Regions from separate parts of the Mus musculus genome. Here region 2 is linked to region 1. The links are chromatin contacts, called in public HiChIP or PLAC-seq maps. All regions are on one chromosome and are shown on one strand. The core of a region is the stretch at or near the end of the contact, and the rest is flanking DNA. Distances in the headings are between cores, read along the strand shown. Region 1 holds the start of Chaer1 (a long non-coding RNA gene). Region 2 holds the start of Spink2 (serine peptidase inhibitor, Kazal type 2).

The links. HiChIP or PLAC-seq counts read pairs in DNA pulled down with a chosen protein or histone mark.
Region 2: a contact with region 1 is called in an H3K4me3 HiChIP or PLAC-seq map of bone marrow-derived macrophages, with 5 times the contacts expected there. The contact joins the promoter of Spink2 here to the promoter of Chaer1 in region 1. A contact is called at or near these places in 3 of 115 datasets of contacts at active chromatin or transcription factors (CD8 T cells, bone marrow-derived macrophages and embryonic stem cells) and 1 of 9 other capture datasets (liver).

Annotation. Positions count from the first base shown.
Region 1 is chr5:77,137,021-77,143,257 of GRCm38.p6, reverse strand. It overlaps Chaer1 (a long non-coding RNA gene), which reads left to right and starts at 2,953. Exons shown (of 2, transcript XR_880410.2): 1 at 2,953-3,028; 2 at 4,675-6,237.
Region 2 is chr5:77,207,301-77,214,389 of GRCm38.p6, reverse strand. Spink2 (serine peptidase inhibitor, Kazal type 2) reads left to right here and starts at 2,919. Exons shown (of 4, transcript NM_183284.3): 1 at 2,919-3,058; 2 at 4,596-4,657. The coding sequence starts at 3,016.

The sequences.
Region 1 (6,237 bases), core at 1,704-4,203:
TGAGTGTCCCGGCCAGCACTGCACAGCTAAAAATAGCAAGCATGGATGTGAGGCTTCCAAGCTGACCCCAGTTTTCCTGACCCATGTGATACTTGCTGTTTCTACTTTCTTCTCCACTGGGAATCGAAGTCTATTTTTTTTAGCTTAAATTTTTTTTCTTAGTGATTTACTTATTTTTATTTTATCCATATGAACTTTTGCCTGCATGTACGTGTACCCTGTTCATGCCTGGTGGCCTCAGATGCTGTGGTAAAGAGAACTTGGGATGACCCATAACTGGAGTTACAGACAGTTGGGAGCTGCCACGTGGGTGCTGGGAATGGACCAGGACCCTCGGCAGAACAGCCAATGTTTTTAACTGCTGAGCCACCTCTCCAGCTCAGCTTTACGTTTTTACTCTACAATAATTTTAAGCCTGCACAAAGCTGCAGCAAGAATGAGAATTCTGAGTGTCCCTTAATGTTGACATCTGTCATGACCGTGGTACATTAATCTTAATCACGATGTAGAAACTACTATCATCCCCATTCACTATTGTCTTAGTCAGGGTTTGTACTCTGCACAAATGATCCTGGCCAAGAAGCAAGTTGGGGAGGAAAGGGTTTATTCAGCTTACACTTTCCACATTGCTGTTCATCACCAAAGGAAGTCACATCAGGACAGGAACTCACACAGGGAAGAAACTTGGAGGCAGGAGCTGATGCAGAGCCCGTGGAGGGATGTTACTTACTGGCTTGCTTGCTTCCCTTGGTTTGCTCAGCTTGCTTTCTTATAGAACCCAAGACTGCCAGCCCAGGGATGGCACCTCCTACAATGGGCCCTCTCACCCTTGATCACTAATTGAGAAAATGCCTTACAGCTGGATCTCATGGAGGCATTTCCTCCCAGCTTCTTTCTGTTATAATTCCAGCTTGTGTCAAGTTGACACACAAACCCAGCCAGTACAACTCTACTCCTGGTCATCCATTTTCTCCACCTTTCTGTCATCCCCCCCCCCCCGCCCTCTCCCCTGAGCCCCCCCCCCCCATCTGATCCAAGATACTCACAGTTGGAACCCTTTCCCTTCTATGTAACTGAAGTCTTAGAGACGGGCTTTTTAACACCAGGAGGAACACTGCATAATCTGGGGTTTTCTGAGTCTGCTTAGAAACTTTTGTTTATTCAATGACCTCTCACAAGAATACAGTCTCGGGGGCTGGTGAGATGGCTCAGTGGGTAAGAGCACCCGACTGCTCATCCGAAGGTCCAGAGTTCAAATCCCAGCAACCACATGGTGGCTCACAACCATCTGTAATGAGATCTGACGCCCTCTTCTGGCGTGTCTGAAGACAGCTACAGTGTACTTACATATAATAAATAAATAAATCTTAAAAAAAAAAAAAAGAATACAGTCTCACTACCTCTTCTAAGTAGGAGGAACAAGATTTTCTATGATACAAAATATCACTGACTTTTAAATAGTGTCTTTGCTAAAATTTTCTCATTAAGAGGGAGGGAGAAAGGGAGAGAGTGAGAAAAATAGATAAAAGAGAGAGAGAGAGAATATCAAAGTTGAGTTTTTAGTTTTCAGGGTTGAGAGACAGCTTGAATAGAATATAATCTCTGGGCATTAGCAAAGCCAACATTGCAAGGACTGGGTCTCCCCGGATCTGAGACAAGTCACAAGGTAGTCAAACTTTCCTGGCGCTTCAGTGGGAACAGCATTTAGCTAATTCCTAGAAAAGAAAACACTGAACCAGTCCACATCTGCCGGTTAATCTAAGAGAACACGCTGGCTCCCGGTGCTTACTACCCCCCAGGGAGGAGACAAAACGGAGCTCGCTCATAAATTAATGTTTCTGCAAGCAAACTAAAATTTACTGCTGTTCTTCAGGGAGTTCTGCCTTCAAGTAATGCAGTGAGAAAGTCCTCCCTACCCCCCCCCAACATGCACTCACACACACACTCATATAGACACTCACATACACATATATACATTCACATACACTTACATGCTCACACAGTACATACACATTCACACACACATAACAGATACTCACATCCAGGTACACACACACACTCACATACACACACACATACACTCACATATTTACACACACTCACATACAGGAATGTGCACATAATCACACACACACATTCTCACACACTCATAAGCACATATGTAGACGCGCACACATGCACATACACGCCTTGACAAAGTACTCTTGCTTTACATTCAGCTCTTTTTTTCTATTCCCTCCCTCCCTCCCTCCCTCCCTTCTTCCTTCCACACATACTTTCTGAACCATTGCGCGTGTTGCATGATTTTTAGGTGACATTTCTGGAAACAGCAGTGAATAAATGAAATAATAAATTAGGCATGTTCATCCTTCTGGAAAAACAGTAAGTGACAGGACGCTGGTGAGGGCCACTATGATTTTAAGCAAATGGTCAGAAAAGGTCCAGTAAGTAGCTGAGGCTGGGTGCGATGGGGTGCGCCTATCATCCCAGCACTCAGAAGTCAGAGGCAGGGGGATGGAAAGTTGAGGCCAGCCTGGGCCACAATAGAAAGATTCAATATAAAAAAGAAAAAGGAAAGGAAAGGAAAGGAAAAGAAAGGAGAGGAAAAGAGTAACTACAATAAAACTGTGATGAAGTCAGCGAGAAAGAAAGCCTTGTAGAGATCTGAGGGCAAAGCTGGAAACCCGAACTACAAACTACAGGAGTTGGCAAAGACGACAAGCCGAGAGAGGTGGCAAAGAAGGCAAGCCGAGCCAGTCCTGCGGCTGGATCTCGTTCTTCTCTCAATATTTTATGTTTGTTGTCACAGAGAGTTGCATTAACGTTGATGCTACATTAAAGAGCTACTGTCTTGACTCCTGATCGGCACATTGACCACATTGATGTCACTTCCTCCTAGTGTGGCTGCAGTGGGGTGGAGCCAGGGGGAGGGACGAGGTGGGGTGGGGGTGGGGCTGCTAGGAAAGCACTGTGGAATTCAGAGTGAGGAGGGACTGGAGGGAGCTGGGTCTCCATTCTGCATTTACTGGTAAGCCCCTGGGGTGCTGTGTGTTTTCTGAAGCTACCACAGCAAGTCACCACAAGGCTGTGACTGACACAACGAAAGCTTGCTGTCATTCTGCAGACTAGTAGTCCAGCATGGCCTCAGGGGACAACATGAAGCCGTTGATATGACTGCATCTCTTACTAGAAGATTCTTAACCAATTCCAAAGTCATCTAGGATGACATTTCCTAATACAGTGTAGAAAAGTCTAATCTGAGAATGTGATGTCACTCACATTCTCCAGTGGCTTTATTAGAATTTCTGTATTAAAAAAACATAAGGAAAAACCTCTTGACTGTTAAGGGGGAACTTGAGGAGAACATCTCCGGGGATTACTAAATATGATGATTTGAAGACTTTCTCAAGATCTTCTCAGCAGGCTTTCAGAAGCTGGCTTCTACTTCTTTGTCTTGCTAGTGACATTTGGGGACAGTGCTTAGAGGACTCAGGTTGCCTTCCCCTTGCTGCTGGCTTCTGGCCCTCTTCCTTCATATCCAAGGTCAGCATATCGGTTTCTGCAATCCACTTTCCTCCTCCATGGCAGGTGAGGGGTGGGGTACGGATGCCACAGTGTGTGTGGAGGTCAGAGGACTGTAAAATTGTTTCACTCTGCCCACCTTTATATGGCTTCTGGGTATTGAAGTTGTGTCACCGGGCTTGTGAGTTGTCTCCCCAGCTCCATGGGAACTAGTACGATCAGAGTGGGCCACTTAAACAAACCAGGACAGCCTTAAGTTAAAACTGGCCTGCAAGCACCCCTTTAAAGGTCCTTTTTACTAGGGACTGTAACCTAGCCATGGCCTCCATGGATCAGGACTTAGGCATCTCCAGGGAACTGCTGTTCTGCCCACCACGAAGGATTTGAGCGTTGGCTGATTGCTTGCCCTCTACCTGGCAACTGTTCCCTCTGCTCAGGTGAAAGCAGCTAGAGGCAGTGGGTGGGACAGAGAGGACAGGAGAAGAAGCAGGGGACAAGTGAAGAGGCTCTAGCTACAATTCGGAGTGGAGGCTCCAGCCAAGGGAGGGGACAGCTATGCAGGACAGAGTCAGGCCGATGACACTGAGTCTCATGCATTAGCTCGACTAGGTTACAGTCTGCAGTTACTGAAACACTAGTCTGGGACTGCAGTGAAGATATTTTATGTGTGTGACTAAGAAGATAGATTAGTGGATGAATCACTTTTTGGTATAACATGAGTACAAACAGCCAGGCAGGTAAGATGGCTGTCTATACTACCAGCACTTGAGCAGCAGAGACGGGGTTCCCAGGACAAGCTGGCTAGCTAGCTGAGCCAGGAATGTCAAGCTCTGGGTTCAGTGAGAGACCTTACTTCAAATCAAGTCACATTCCTCCACATCAACTTTGGACTTTCATATGAAAGCCCACATAATGCAGGGACACCTGCACACACATCATGCTCACATGAAAGAAAACGTGCATATATGCACGCACACACATACACATGGAAAAATATCCCTAATCCTATACATTTTAGTTAAGGGAGCAGTCTAGATTCACGGCACATCTGAATCAACCAGTTGGAAGGCCGTAAGAGCAGAGCTGAGGGGTTGCATGGGGAAGTTCATCCCATGGACACTGACTGTCCCGGCTCATGTCTCATACTTGCAGGGGCCTCACGGAGTGCAGACTCGGTATTCCATCGGGCAGTTCTCGGTAATCTGGTAACACGTGTCCGATGCCAGTTCCAGTTCTCTGGTTGAATCTGATAGGTACAGATCCCAAACCCATGTTGGACATGGTGTGGGCAGGATAACCTGGCAGGCCTGGGAGTCAAATGAAGAGAGGAGCTGAGGGCTGCTGCAAAAGTCTCAGGATGGCTGACTTGTCTCCTTCTGAAGTTTCTAGACTTGACTCTGACACAAAGGCCTTTGGGAGAACAGACTCAAGGGACAAGGGGTGATGCTTCGCTTCCCTCATTGGAGCCCCTTTCAGAGGGGAAAACTCACAGGCAGGAACCTGCGTGCCAGCCCTGACCCAGAGCAACAGTGAACAGTCCCCGCTGTGTTCCACAGCGCTCATCCAGAAACACTGCGGGGTTTCCATCACATTCTGCAGTCCACAGGAAACCTGGAAGCTGAGTCTTTTTCTTCTGTGATCTCTGCCTCCCCTGCTGGCCTGTGCTCTATGGGAGCTCATTAGCTGAACCCCAGGACCAAGGACAAGCAAGCAGGGCTGAATAGAGACTTTATGAACAGCTGCTACTCCGTGGTGTTGTCTCCTTGTGAAGAAAGGGGTGAGCCTGGAAGTAGAAAGCAGGGGATTTGGTTTTGTTATTGCGTAATCTTCCTGGAAGGCGGGCGAGGGGGGTGGTAAGAAGAGCATTTGTCACTTGAACTGTCTGCTTGGGACAGTATTCCCTGACCCCTTTCCAGGACTTCCATAACTTGGCACTGAGTTGGCCCTTAAGTTGGCAAACAAACCTTGGCACTGAGCAACACTTAAGAGGTAGAAAGAATGTTTTCATGCCTTCAGCAGCTCCAGCAGACTCTGAAGGCTGAGCGGTAGCAGTTCTATCGCCTGCCATCCAGCCCCAGAGTAGAAGGGTCCGGCATCTCCAGCCAGGTAGCCTGTATGTCAGGCTCACATAGGCTATGTATGGCATCTCCATCTCGGGAGAACAAGCGTTGATGCTTCAGTTCTGGCCTCGTCATTACCAATGTCCTTCAATGGTCCCTCTTTACTCTGAGGGGAGCAGAAAAGGGGGTCTCATTTGGATGCCATGAGATAAGCTAATTTCTAGAACCTTCTCTATCTTCTGTCAGTTCTAGTTTGGATTAGCGATTAGCTGTCAGAACCAGACAGACAACTCTACTCAGACAAGTACCAGATGGGGAGCGCTGAGTCCTCGGGTGCCGAAGGGACCTCAGATGATTCCTACAGGGCCTGTGCTTTCTTCCCCTGCTTAGAGAACAGCACATAGGTCCTTAGCGGCTTGCACATAAACATAAATGAAAGATCTTTAGCCCCATAAGAAAGAAAAAATAAACAAAAAACCCTGAGCAGCCTGGTTTGGGATAAAAACATGCAGTGTACATGATTTTTGTAAAAATTAACTTTGGCCAGAGCACTTGGGAAGCAAGCAGCATCTAAGCTGAGACAGGCAGTCATGCCTGAAAACCTGTCTAGTTGACAAGCATATGCAAATGAGGAAAGAGGGAGGCCTCCCTGGTC
Region 2 (7,089 bases), core at 1,670-4,169, 71 kb before region 1:
CAGCTAGGATGAGACTGTGCCAAACAGCTGTGCTGGTTTCACGACTCTTGCTGTTTCCAGTGGATGTGGCCGTGCCTGAGTTCTGTCCTGTGTCCCAGTGTTCACATTGTTACCCGATTACGGGTGTGGAGTATGGGGGACCAATGGGGCTGTGATCTCCAGTCTGTGGATTAACTTGCCAAATGAGTGTTTGTAGGCAGAATACACAGCCATGCATGTCACATGACACACACACACACACACACACACACACACACACACACACACAGCCAGAGGCTAAGGTTCTTTCTCTAGAAACCATTTTGCTTAAGTGAACACCTCTACTCACCAGGTTCCTACAATGTAGCTCTGGTTAGCTTAAAACTGGCGCTATAGACCAGGCTGGCATTGAACCTGTAGTAACACCCTGGTGTCTGCAACTCAAAGAGATGCTGGCTTCGGGTGGTTTTATTTTGTGGCCCAAACTTTCCTTCTGGGTGACTTAACGTTAGATCTTCGTTTCCTGTAGTACACTTCAGAGCTCTTGCTCGTTGGTGTGTGTGTTCTGAGACCAGCTGTCGAGTGGCTCAGTCAGGCCTCAAATTTGCTATGTCGCTGAGGTTGACCTAAACTCATGAGCTCCTGCCTCTACCTCCCAAGTGTGGTGATTACAGACGTGTGCTACTCAATCTGGCCTCTTGAGGTTCCTTTCTGTTATCATTGTTGCTGTCATTTGAGATGGGGTCTCACTATGTAGCCTTGGCTTATCTGGAATTAGAGACCAGACTGGCTATGGAACTGACAAGAGATCTGTCTGCTGCTGCCTCCTGAGAACTGGGGTGAACTTTGTGTGGTAACACCTGGCCTTTTCTGAGGGTTTTGACATAGCCTCTCAAAATAGATGTTGGGATTGATTTTGGCTGATGGCAACATGTGGAACATGTGCTAGTTGTGGGGTTTACGGAGGAGTGGGGTGTTCAGAGGGCTGGAGACGTGTTTGGGGTGTGGGGTTTGTGTGAAGTGTGCAGATACCGGGTCTTTCAGGGACGGGCTGGTGGTGTGCATGTGTGTGCACAGGAGGACAGGGGTAGGGTGGGGTGTGTACAATTTTGATGATGGCCAAGAATGAGGTGTGTGGAGAGTCGTGTGGAGGAAGCTGACAGTGTGTTGAGGGCTAGAGTGTTTGTGGCACTGGAAGGGCTGTGGGGATGTGTGGGATGTGTGGAAGGCTAGGGAATGGGGCGGTGTGGTCGGATCTGCTGGAGCGTTCGGAGTAGTAGTAGAACTTTATGTGGGATGTAGAGGAGGGGAAGGGTGGGTCTATTTGAGGGTGTATGGTCATGAGAGGCTCTGAGGATTGTGTTTGGGGTTTGTGGAGGGGTAGAGGGGTGCTGTATTGTGAGGTGTATGTGGGGAGGGGTACCTTTTTTTTTTTTTCTTTTTTGAAACAGGGTTTCTCTGTGCAACTCTCATTGTCCTAGAACTCAATCTGTATGTAGACCAGGCTGGCCTTGAACTCAGAGATCCACCTGCTTCTGCCTCCTGAGTTCTGACATTACATGTGAGTGTGTATATGTGGGTGAGTGGGTATGGGTGTGAGATTCTGTGTGAGAGTGTATGTGTGTGTGTGAGTGTGTGAGAATGTGTGAGTGTGCATGTATGTGTATGTGAGTGTGTATGATGTGTGTGTATATATACATGAGTATGTTTGAGAGTGAGTGTGAGTGAGTGAGTGTGTGTGTGCATTTAGAAGGTGGGTGGGAATGTGTGTTTGATGTGTGGAGAAGTGAAGGAGTACTGGGTTGTGTATTTGGTAGGCTGAAAGGGTGGGGGTCACTTGGGGAATGTGGTGGAGGGATGGTGGATTTTATGGTAATTGGGTGTGGAGAGTGTAGAGAGTATGTGTGGGGTGGAGAGGTAGCTTGTTTAGCTGTGGGAGTTTTTGTGTGGACAAGTGCATAGAAATAGCTACTCAACCCGGCATAGGCTATGCGTCGGGATATGGAAGTTTGGAGTGGTGGATCCTGAGGTAGGTGGTAGTTTTGTGGTGGGGTGGTTGTGGAATATGTGAGGGGCTGGAGGGTTGGGGTGGTGGTGATGTGTTTGAAGTGTGTGGAAGGGTGGTGAAGAAGGGGTTCTGGTTGTGGTCATCATATGTGTGGGGTAGGTGGAAGGGGTGAGGTGGGTGCTTGGAAAGTGGATGGTTGTGCACATGTGGAGGGTGAAGGGATGTCAAATTGTCTAGTGGGTATGGAGTCTGTCGGGGGAAGAGGTGTTTGGTGGTTTGAAAGTGTGGAAGGGGTCATTTGGGGTGTGTGGAGGAGGGGTGCTGGGTTGTGTAGTCTGTGGGTATGTAAGATGTGGGTTATCTGGAGTGTCGAAAGGATGTGTTTGGGGTATGTGAAAGAAAGAGGGGCTGTGCGGTGGAGGCACGTGTGACTTTTGAGGAAGAGTTAGGCTGTGGTAGAGTATGGTCGAGATGGGTTAGGCTAGGGTGTTTGAAGCACTTGAGGGGAGGAAAAGGCGTGAGGGGTGTCTGGAGGGGTTGGGTTGTGTGAGCAGGGTGTCTTGTGCTTGTGTGTTGAGTGTTTAGGTGGTGGATGTGTGGCGGGATCCGGTGGGGATATGCATGGGGTTTGTAGAGAGTTCAGGCGTGGTACTGTGTGAGGGTTGTGTGAAAGGTTGGGGGCATGGTTCACTTTTGTGAACTTTGTAGAGAGGTTTACAAAAAAAACCTTAGAAATCTGGAAGGCTTGTATGTATGTGTGTGTGTGTGTGTGCGGGTGTGCGCGTGTGTTTGTGTATGCCTCCCTTTTTCCCTGGCCAACCCTCCCTCTTCTTCTTCTTTCCCATCTCTTCCTTCTCCTGCAACTTCCGTTCCTCTTCCTCGCTCCCTTCTTCGGACTAGCCTCTAGCCCGCCCCTCGCCCCTCCCCCTTCGCACTCCCGCGCGGTGCCAGCGGGTGGCTACTTGACCACTGCTCTGTTCGCTGCACAGGAGAGCTCTCCCAGCAGAGCAGGAAGAAGAGCTTTAGTGATGCTGAGACTGGTGCTGTTGCTCCTGGTCACAGACTTTGCAGGTGATGCTCAAGTGGGTCTGGTGTCAAGGGACCAGCTTGGAGCTGAGAGCGCTGGGCTTGGGTAGTTAGGAGATGGGTTCGTGCCGTGCCGTTACTGGCGGTTCTGCCCCGTGGAGAGTGGTGGCCATGGAAGGTGAATGTGGGTCAAGCATCCTCTGCCGTTATAGTTGGGGCTTCCATTCTAGCTCCAACTAGATGTCACCCAGCCATCTGTTCTACCTTTCTTAAGCAGATTTTTCTGGACCTATATACGCAGTTGGATTGTATCCACGGCTCTGCTGAGGTTAACGGGGGATGTGCGGGACGTTCTTCCGGATGGCCTTGCCATCTATGGGAAAGCAGAGTTGAGGTCTTAACACTTATACTAAGTTTTCTGTTATTGAGTTTGGTGTACTGGCTCACACCTAAAATTCCAGCACTTAAGAAGCAGAGGCAGAGGGCTGGTGAGATGGCTCAGTGGGTAAGAGCACCCGACTGCTCTTCCGAAGGTCCAGAGTTCAAATCCCAGCAACCACATGGTGGCTCACAACCATCCGTAACAAGATCTGACTCCCCCTTCTGGTGTGTCTGAAGACAGCTACAGTGTACTTACATATAATAAATAAATCTTTAAAAAAAAAAAAAAAAAAAAGAAGCAGAGGCAGAAGGGCCATGTCCCCGTTTGCAACATAGCCAGTTCAAGACTAGCCTGGGCTCCGTCAGACCCCCTGTCTCAAAAGTTAAATCTGAGTTTTGAGTTTATTTGAAAAAAAAAATATCTTGGACGCACAGACAAAAAGCACTGTTAGTTACTTCCTGATACCTGTAACTTCTAAGTCAGTTTTCAAGAAACCTGATAGAAACAGAAGCAGATGTTCTGTGTATTTCTTAGAAGTCCCAGGCAGAAATGATGGAGGACCATCATTTCTTTTTTTAAAGAAGCATGGAGAGGGGCATCAGAGAGACTGTCATGTGTGGATAAACCACGAACCGCTTTTGGTTTTGGTCTTTGTGTCTTAAGTGTGTGCGCACCACATACATTTTTGTGTAGTGTACTCGTGTGTGTGTGTGTGTGTGTGTGTGTGTGTGTGTGTGTGTGTGTGTGTGTGTTGAAGGCATATGGAGGCTAGAGGTCAATACTGGTGTCTTCTATTGCTCCACATTATTTTTGAGACAGTGTCTCTTGCTGAACCTGTAGCTTGCCATTTCTGCTAGGCTGGCTGGCCAGTAATTCTTGGTATCCACCTGTCTCAGCCCCCTCCTAGTGTTAAGGTGTTGCAGACCCAAGTCCAGCTCTGGGTCCCGGGGATCAGAACTCTGTTTATAGCAAGCACTTCACTCATTGAGCCATCTCCCCAGCCTACCAACTGAACTGTTTCTCTCTCTCTCTCTCTCTCTCTCTCTCTCTCTCTCTCTCTCTCTCTCTCTCTCTCTCTCATTGGCTTAGGATACCTTCTTCTCTTATGACTCTCCATCTTATTTACACACTAAGATTTATGTATCTTTGATGGACAACTTACCTTAGTCATATTACAGCGTGAGTGTTTTCTCCTTACAGCCTCTCATGAGACTCTCGACTCTTCCGATTCTCAAATCATGAAGAGGTCACAGTTCCGAACAGTAAGTATGAGCCCCGTCCGTGTACTGTCTCTTCTCATGCAGTGAAGTGTTGAGCTGTTTTCAAGCTAGGCATGTCACTGCAGAAACCACACACAGCTGGCTTTGTAAGTCAGCATCTCTTGCTATTTCCCTGATCCAGGGAAGTGAGTATATACTTTTCTTTTCTCAAGATCCTCCTGAGTCCTAGGATGGCAGGTATGAGCCACCATGTCAGCTAGAAGTGTACCTTTCAGTCAGGAACGGCTCAGTCTTTGAAGGCCCCATAGATGTATTTGCTTTAACAATTCAAATTTTCTGAGGTATGATAGTTACTCTGTATATTAGATACTTCATATATTTTGTCATATTAAATTCTGTGGACATAAATGAAAGCAAAATGAGACAGTTTATTGAGAGCTGCGGTGTCAAGGGTCTGCCAGCATCATTTTCATTTGGGTAGAGACTCCCTGGCTGACAGAGGCAGGGGAAAGTGTGAAGGTGCAGAAAGAGGCATTGGGTGTGGCCTGGTGCAGGCTTTTGGCAAAGGAAACATTAGGCAGGCAACCTACAAGACTGGTTAGGGGTGCAGAGACAGTTTTACTTGGTTGGCCCTCACTCGCTATCTAGGACAAAAGTTAGGGAAACTGACAGTCATTAATCAAGACCTGGCCACTCAAATGGGTTATTTGGCTCCTTGGACTGGCTTGAGAGTCAGCAGTCTGACTTCTAACAAGTCAGAGGTAAGGAGGATGGGTTCCTCTGGATGATGCTTGACAGTGAAAATGCGTACAACCGTTCTGTACATAAAGAACGAGCAGGCACACGATCCAAACAGTTCCCACAGCGTCTGAAACTGTTCACTTGCGTGTCATAGAACCTTCAACTGTCCATGAGCTGGGAGGTTTGGCCATGCTGGAGACAGAGTGCTGGGATCATAGGTGTGCAGGACCTCCCCAGGCTTAGTGTTCTAGACTCCTGGGGTGGAGGTGAGGTTGCTGAGTAAAGGCTCGGCTGTCACTCTTCCAAGTTAAGAGTGTATAGGGGTACAGCTCAGAGGCTGAGCACTTGGCTAGCATATATCACTGTGTGTCCCCAGCTGGAGTTAAGAGTCTTTCTTTCTTTTTTTTTTTAAAGATTTATTTATTTATTTAATGTATGTGAGTAGATGGTCTCTATCTTCAGACACACCAGAAGAGGGCATCGAATCCCATTACATATGGTTGTGAGCCACCGTGTGGTTGCTGGGATTTGAACTCAGGACCTCTGGAAGAGCCGTCACTGCTCTCAACCGCTGAGCCATCTCTCCAGTCTAGAGCTAGAGTCTTTATAACACTCGAGGGTCTCGTGGAAACATGAGTGGAATGGAGGAAAATTATATGTGTGAGAGCAATAATCAAAAATACTTTAAAAACATTAGGTAAGAGGCATTACTTAAAAAAAAAAAAACATCCTGTAGCTTCTGGGTGTGGTGTGAGCTGGGTGTGGTGTGAGCTGGGTGTGGTGTGAGCTGGGTGTGGTGTGAGCTGGGTGTGGTGTGAGCTGGGTGTGGTGTGAGCTGGGTGTGGTGTGAGCTGGGTGTGGTGTGAGCTGGGTGTGGTGTGAGCTGGGTGTGGTGTGAGCTGGGTGTGGTGTGAGCTGGGTGTGGTGTGAGCTGGGTGTGGTGTGAGCTGGGTGTGGTGTGAGCTGGGTGTGGTGTGAGCTGGGTGTGGTGTGAGCTGGGTGTGGTGTGAGCTGGGTGTGGTGTGAGCTGGGTGTGGTGTGAGCTGGGTGTGGTGTGAGCTGGGTGAGGTGTGAGCTGGGTGTGGTGTGAGCTGGGTGTGGTGTGAGCTGGGTGTGGTGTGAGCTGGGTGTGGTGTGAGCTGGGTGTGGTGTGAGCACTTTTAATGCCAGTGCTTCAGAGGCAGAGGCAGGTGAATCTTTGAGGCTAGCCTGGTGACGTAGCAAGCTGCAGGCCAGCAGTGGGGCCCAGCCTCAAAATACATAGTCCTCCCTCCAAACTGCTAGTGAGTTAGGTGAGAAGTGGGGTCAGGAGGATTTATAAATGAGGCTTACTAACTGTACAGATTCTCCCCACGTTTAAGCGTAGCCACCTTCCTCTCTCCCTTTCTTTCTTAGGTTTTTAATTCAATTTAATTTTATTTATTTATTTATTTATTTTTTTTATTTATTTTTTTTTTTTTTTGTCTGAGACAAGGGTCAGGCTGGTCTCAAACTAGATGCATAGCTGAGTATGGCCTTGAACACCTGACCCTCCTGCTTTCTGCCCTCTAAGTGCCGGGACTATTGCCTAAATGGTACCAACCATGCGGGGCTCTGAGTTTTTGTTTTTGTTTTGTTTTTTTTGGTTTTTGTTTTTTTGTGGAGGGGACAAAGTCTAGATGTGTCTAGTCCCCAGCCTAGCCTAGAAGTTGCTATGTCTCCCAGGCTGGTCTCAAACTGGAGGCAATCCTCTT